Regions from separate parts of the Triticum aestivum genome. Here region 1 is linked to region 2. A link is a contact called in public Hi-C data. All regions are on one chromosome and are shown on one strand. The core of a region is the stretch at or near the end of the contact, and the rest is flanking DNA. Distances in the headings are between cores, read along the strand shown. Region 1 holds the start of LOC123052868 (WPP domain-associated protein). Region 2 holds the start of LOC123052867 (ferredoxin--NADP reductase, embryo isozyme, chloroplastic).

What was found. Hi-C and Micro-C count contacts between places; a contact is called where the count stands out from the background.
Region 1: a Hi-C map of leaf shows a contact between it and region 2, with 2.3 times the contacts expected there. The contact joins the promoter of LOC123052868 here to the promoter of LOC123052867 in region 2. A contact is called at or near these places in 1 of 5 Hi-C or Micro-C datasets (leaf) and 1 of 1 datasets of contacts at active chromatin or transcription factors (leaf).

Annotation. Positions count from the first base shown.
Region 1 is chr2D:308,486,397-308,489,977 of IWGSC CS RefSeq v2.1, forward strand. LOC123052868 (WPP domain-associated protein) reads left to right here and starts at 2,052. Exons shown (of 5, transcript XM_044476227.1): 1 at 2,052-2,317; 2 at 2,848-3,581. The coding sequence starts at 2,300.
Region 2 is chr2D:308,446,556-308,450,198 of IWGSC CS RefSeq v2.1, forward strand. It overlaps LOC123052867 (ferredoxin--NADP reductase, embryo isozyme, chloroplastic), which reads left to right and starts at 1,576. Exons shown (of 6, transcript XM_044476222.1): 1 at 1,576-1,801; 2 at 1,886-1,948; 3 at 2,687-3,016. The coding sequence starts at 1,778.

The DNA.
Region 1 (3,581 bases), core at 802-3,301, 40 kb after region 2:
ATGCCTGTAGAGCATCTTTATAATCACCCAGTTACATTGTGACGTTTGATAGCACATAAGCTATTCCTCCGGTATCCGGGAGTTGCATAATCTCATAGTCAAAGGAATATGTATATGCCATGAAGAAAGCAATAGCAATAAAACTTAACGATCATTATGCTAAGCTAACGGATGGGTCTTGTCCATCACATCATTCTCCTAATGATGTGATCATGTTCATCAAATGACAACACATTTCTATGGTTAGGAAACTTAACCATCTTTGATTAACGAACTAGTCTAGTAGAGGCTTACTAGGGACACTGTGTTTTGTCTATGTATCCACACATGTATCAAGTTTTCGGTTAATACAATTCTAGCATGAATAATAAACATTTATCATGATATAAGGAAATATAAATAACAACTTTATTATTTCCTCTAGGGCATATTTCCTTCAGGCTCTGACTCTTGGAGCTCGCAGGACGACGCAGGTTGGACAGTTGCCCGGTGTGGTTGCTGCTCCGGCCGTGGGTGGCTCCACGGTAGCTTGGCAGGTCGACATCGGTGGCGGTTGGCATGTTCCGGTGCCGGCTCGTCTGTAGGCGGCTTGTGTCGGCCTTCGATCCTTCTACTCGTCGTCCGGGCGCTACTTTTATCGAAGGGTTGGCCATCTCCCAGCTGTGGTTCATCACTCGTCTCATGTCCGGGGCCGCAGGGCCGAGCTCGTCTCGCGCCAGACAGCAAGACCGATCTCGTCTCGCGCCCGACAGCAGGAAGCTCATCTCGCGCCCGGGGCTGCAGGACGGGGCGACGGAGGCCAGTTTTGGCTGGCCTATTGGGTCTCGGCGCTGGGGGCCGCCCAGGGCTGCGAAAGGCGGAACCTTTCCGCTCATCTCTTTGGTTGGGGTAGCGGCGGGTCTTGGGTGAGGTGATGTCGTCTTGGATGCTGGGGCGGCGGCCTAGTGGTGGTAGCGCGATGCTCATGGGTAGAGCTCGTGGCTCGGTGCTGCCCGGTGGCCATGGCCGTGCGGGCAGCGTGGTAGCCGGGGTGTGGCGTTCCGGTGGCGGTGAGTGTTGGCCGGGGTGAAAACCTGTTCTATCTTTGGCGGCGACGTTGAAACTCATTCCCTTCTTGAAGGCGTCGCCGCGGTTCTCATTGCCTGTCGTCTTGCTCTAGAGAAAACTCCGATCCTCGGATCGGGCGGTGCCGGCGCTCCGGTGTCGTTTTCTTTCTGAAGGCGCCATCTTGGAGTCAACGGTTCGTCGTATGCGGCTGCATCTCTTCCGTAGTGATATGGGTGATGTTGCTGCGCTCAGCGCTATATATCCTACCCTATGTGTGTGCGTGTGTTGTGGTGGCATGCGTTTGTACCGACTGTTGATGATCATTGCTTTATATATAAAGCGGTACGAAAGCCTTTTTCGAAAAATTAAGAAACACACAAAAAGGTGAGGGTCAGCCTTTGGCTTGTCTAGAAAAAGTATCAATGACCTATTAATGTCGTGCTTTAAAATTCGATTCTTCGAGCCTATAATTAGGACATCCTTACTTTAGTCATGCAAAAAGAAAAAAAGTTTGATACGCGATTACTTGAGTCATTAACTAAAGATAGATACTACGATGAATCAACCAAGAGTAAAATAACCGCAAATGAAGGGATAGATATTTGCCAGCAAAGAGAAGAGACCAAAAGCGAAGGAAAAAGCCCAAGGGCAAAAGCCATGGGAGCGGCGAACCAGCTCGCCACACCCGGCACATCCGACGGCCACACTCAAACTCATGCGCATCTCCCTCGCTCTTGTCCCGTACTGTAGTACGTGTATAATCAGTCCAGCTCAGCACCCCACTCTCTCTCTCCCTCGCTCCCGCCGACTGCTGGGCCCCAGCCACACATCACGTGTCCCACACTACGCGGTCGCTACACACACTCCCACCTCCCAACCACCCCGCCGTCCGATGGGCCCCGCGTTGAAACGGACCCCGACGTCAGCTTCTCCGTGCCGTGCGATCAAAAATGGCCGCGCCGCAGCTGGTCCGTTGGTTATTATTACCACCCCCCGCCGTCCGGTCGCAACGCCCCGCCCCGCCCCGCCCGGTGGTGACCTGTCTGGTGTGTCGTCTTCCCCGCGGCAAGCCAAGCCAAGCCAGCGATCGGTCGCCTGGTCCAATCCTCAGCCCGGCCGGTTTCACCGCTCCCTTCTCCACCGCCTTTCTGTCCTTGCCCTCTTCTCCCGCTGCAACCACCTCTCCCAACCCTAGCTAGAGGCCTCCTCTCCCCCGGGGCGGCCACGGCTTTCGGAGCCGCAACTCCTGCCCATGGCGCAGATCGAGCCCGTAAGTGTTTCTCCGCGCTTCCGCTTCCGCTTCCTTTTGCACTGTCAAATTTGGCGGTAAATCAATCGTCTCTCCGTCTACTCTTGGCTCGGGGTTGGGTTGGGTTCAGCTTGCTTGTTAACCGAGTGTCATCCGCTGCCGCTGGGTTGTAACTGGAAACGCGTCGCGGCCGTTTGGAACCAACCTAGGGAACTGCCCGAGCGAATCAACTGTGCGCTCTGCTGTTGGTTGGCTTCCTACTTGGTAATGGTAGGGATAAGAAGAGCAGGGAGAACCAACTGCTGTTAAACTTCCCTGCATTTTTACCGCAACTGGTCGGCCCAGTTTTTTGGTGTGGGCTGGACTGGAGCAGATACAATTTTTGCTGTTTGCTGCTCATTGTTATGGCCGGCTGTTAAGTGAGAAGCGAATTGTAAATCGCAATGAGGCAACACTGTATCCCGCTTGCACATTTTTCTACTACTGCCAAAGCGTAAACATCATCCTAGAATTAATCGTTTGTAATTTTTCTTTAAAATATAATGCTGCAGGTGTTTGACCAAGGAATGGATCCATTTCTTGCTAGGCTGACCATACCAGCAGCCAACACTAGCCAATCCCGATGTACACCTCACAATGGTTTGTCCTTGCTCGATCAGCCTTCTCTCGACACACCCTCGTCTTTGGAAGGTTCACCAGTGCCACCACCGCCATCCTTGTTCTCCTGCAATTGCAGCTGTGATATCGGAAGCAACTTTGAGGCGTTTGCAACTGTAATGTCGCGGCTACATCAACACCTTCTGGATGCAGATGCAGAGATCAATTACACAGAGTACTTAGATTTGATGAAACTGGAAGTCGATCAACAGCTTAATAGGCTCAAGGAGGATATGATGCTCTTGAAAAGCCATAATTTTGTTCATGACAGTGATGCAGATGTTTCATGCCCTGTGATATGCCGTCATGGAAAGCCAATAGTAGAGATAGATGAGGGGTTCAATGACCTAAAGCTACTCTTGATAGTGGTGTTCCGGCAAATTAAGGACATGTTGAGCCTGTTCAACGCTTCAATTCACGATCTTCAGTGGGAGCATGACTTGCAATTAGAGGTCACCGGCATTATGATTGGAGACTGTATCAGAACTCTTGAGAATGAGCTAGAGAGGAGGTTTTTTGAACAAAGTTCCATTGTCAACAGTCTAAGGAAGAACCGGAAGGAAACTGTGGTTCAGTGTGGTGCAATCCGTCAAGAGTTGATGTCTATATCGGATATGCTGTTACCTTC
Region 2 (3,643 bases), core at 326-2,825:
GCGGCCTCATTCAAAGGCCAGGACGTCTTATTCTCATCAAATCAGTGGTGGCGGCGAGACCTATCCATCAGCTCATGGTGCTTAATGCCCCTGACTGGGTGTTCGATGAAATTAACGCATGGATGAGGTCGTTTTGTTGGGCCGGGAAAGACAAGGTTAACGGAGGGCAATGCCTTGTGGCATGGAACACTATCTGTCGTCCCACAAGGTTTGGAGGCCTTGGAGTAAAGAACTTGAAGGTGCAAGCCCTCGCCCTTAGGGTGAGGTGGGAGTGGTTGAGGAGGACGGACCTAGACAGACCCTGGCAAGGTATCCCGTTCTTGGTTGACGAAGAAGCGAGGCATGTGTTCAATCAATTGGTGCAAATCACAGTAGGAGCCGGCGATAGAGTGCTCTTTTGGAAGGATCGCTGGATGAATGGCCTGGCGGTGGAAGACATTGCACCAGCAATCTTACCCTTGGTGCCCACGAGAGTGCAGAACCAACGGACGGTCGGTCAAGCTATGGTTGATAGCAGGTGGGAGCTGGACATTAATGAAGAGCCACCGTTCATGGCCCTCTTGCAGCTCATGCATCTCCGAGTGGCTACTATGGATGCTTATCGAGACTCTCAGGGGCTGGACACGTTTGCATGGCCGTGGGACACATCGGGGCAGTACACTCCGCGGTCAGTGTATCGGGTGCTGCACCTTGGGCTTGCGACTTCCCCTACATACGATTGCATTTGGAGGAGTGGGGCGATCCTAAAATGCAAAATCTTTGCATGGCTAGCGGTGCAATATAGGCTATGGACTTCGGATCGGCGCGCTAGACATGGCCTGCAGGACGCTACGACGGCATGCTACACGTGCCTACAAGAGGAAGATACGGTTGACCATATCTTACTTCATTGCCCTTATGCCAAGGAGGTTTGGCATCTTTGCTTCATGGAAATCACGGTCACCGTCCGGCAGCCGCAATCAGGTGACTCGCTGGAACCGTGGTGGCTTCAGGCACGGAATGCAATCTCGAAGACGGACAGAAGAGGCTTTGACACTATCGTCATCTTCGTAGCTTGGTCTTTATGGAAGCAAAGGAATGCTAGAGTATTTGGGTGGGTGGAGCAACAAAGGAGGCCGCGGCAGTTGGTGCACCAAATCTTCGATGAGCTTAAAGAGCAGGATGAAGCTGGTGTTGGGAGAATACATCGATTTATGAGTAGTTAGGCAGAGTATTGTTTAGGTGTTGAGTGAATCTTGCTAGCTTGATGTTCGCATCTATGCCTAGCTTCTTGTAATTATGTTTGCTGCCTTCTATAAAAATATGGTACGCCTTTGGCGTACTCTCGAAAAAAAATGTTATCTTCAATACGGATTGCCTCTCGGTGATGCAGCGCTTGAAATCTTCTTCTAGTGACCGCTCGGTGGTAGGTTCTATTCTTATGGACGTCAAAGTGATGGCAAATGGTCTTTCTTCTGCAACTTTCCAGCATGTTCGTCGGCAGTACAATGTTTTAGCTTATGTCTTAGCTAGATCTAGTTTGAGCTCTACTAGTCCATGTATTTTTCATTCGGCTCCGGATTGCATCCGGGAGACTCTTTGTAAATTTGTTGGTTGATCAATAAAGACCGACGTTCGCTAAAAAAACAAAGTTGGCGTTCACCCCGATAGCGGCCTCTGCTTCTCTACTCTTCTCCAAACTTCCACACTCGTGTCCCTTTCTTTTCTCCCCGTCGCTTCCGCAGATCAAAATTCAAAACCCTAGCGAACTCCTCCGCAAGCACGTGATCGATTGGCCATGGCTTCCGCCCTTGGAGCCCAGGTACGCGCGCTCTTGTCTTACACCCTCCGCGTGCGCGCGGCTTCCCCGTTCGCTGTGCCCCTAAGCTTTCCTGGTGCCTTGTAGGTGGCTGCCGTGGCGCCGATTGGTTCGGATGGTCGCCACTACAGGAGTTGTTCTTCGCTCAAGGTGCGTGGTTAGTCTGAACTGTCTGAGGTTTAATGTTGCTCCCGTTCGGGTGGTATCGATGAGGAATCTCCTGGTTCGATCTGCGTTGGCACTATAGAATAATACAGTAGTTCCGAAAGGCAAATTTCTAAACTTTGCTAAGTACGTTTTTTTGGAAACCAGCAGATAGAGCATCCTGCTAGTTGAACTGTTGACGGATCTGAAGCGAAATGTGTGATTGCCAGCAGCTCTATGCGGCTTAGAGTTTTCTCAATCATATCTTTGCCTGACTTAGTTGTCATCTCCATTGCTTACTTTGCAACTATATCCCGCTCAGCATTGGTAAGTTACCGCCAAACAGATGTTAGTCATCGGTTACCGCCAATACAGTGGGAGATAGGTGTTATATATTTTTAGGTTAGGCAGGATATGACTTATTTTTCCCGAATGAAGTACTAATTAGACTCACACCTGGGAAATATGTGCTATATGAACTAGTGACATGCACATTTTTTGTATGCCATAGTTTCTTATGAGAATTATTACTAAGAAATACTCACGCAACATGCACATCACTTCCTTTTCGAAAACATTCCTAGGCTATAATTCTTTCATATCTCTAGGACCTAGGAATTGTTGTTGGGCTTTACAGGCAAACATTCAGCATTTGATTCTCCTTAGCTTAGGGGTTATTGGACCCTAAGTTTCTATCATCCGTAGTACTGTATTTTTGTACATGATTTACTTGTTATTGTTCAGGGTAATAACTCCTGTAATAAGTCATGGACTGGAAAATTAGCATGGGAAAACAAGACCCTGCAACCAAGACATACGAAGAAGGTCTTTTGCATGTACGTGCAACAAGCAAGCAAAAGTAAATGTAAAGTTGCTATTAAACCTCTGGAACTGGAGAATACAAAGGAGCCACCCCTCAACTTATACAAACCAAAGGGACCCTACACGGCCTCAATTGTCTCCGTTGAGAGAATTGTAGGTCCTAAAGCTCCTGGTGAAACATGTCACATTGTCATTGACCATGGTGGTAATGTCCCATACTGGGAAGGACAAAGTTATGGTGTCATTCCTCCAGTAAGTATCCCCTCCCCCCCACGCCTTATGATTGCCCAAGATAATGTATCATTCTTGATCCTTCATAGTAATATTGCTTTCACTACTTTTTTCTCCTTTCCTTTGATCGCTAGTGAATGTTGATCATTAATTGTCTGCAGTTCTAGAATCCAACCCTTTGAAAAAATAAAAAGGGCAGGGTCCGGAGAAGGGTCCGACCACTTTGGGTCTATAGTACGCAGCCTTTCCCTACATTTCTGCAAGAGGCTGTTTCCAGGACTCGAACCCATGATCTCATGGTCACAAGGCAACAGCTTTACCGCTGTGCCGGGGCTCCCTTCAACCCTTTGAAAAAATAGTAAAAGTAAATATTTAAAAGGGTCAGAAATTTAAACCATCATTTCTACATCTATAAATACACCGTGCTCCCTAATTTTGGAGCTCTCACATTCAATTGAGATCTTCAATTTAGAATTGGGTCGCCTGATTTTGACCGGATCATTTTTTTTATCAAGGAACTCTCTCATTCAATTCTTTTAATCTATTATACTCCCTAATTTTGGAGCTCCCTCATTCGATTCAGGTATTCAATTTTGGATTTGGTTCACGATTTTGACCGGGTTAACGATTTTTCAAATCAATCGACAA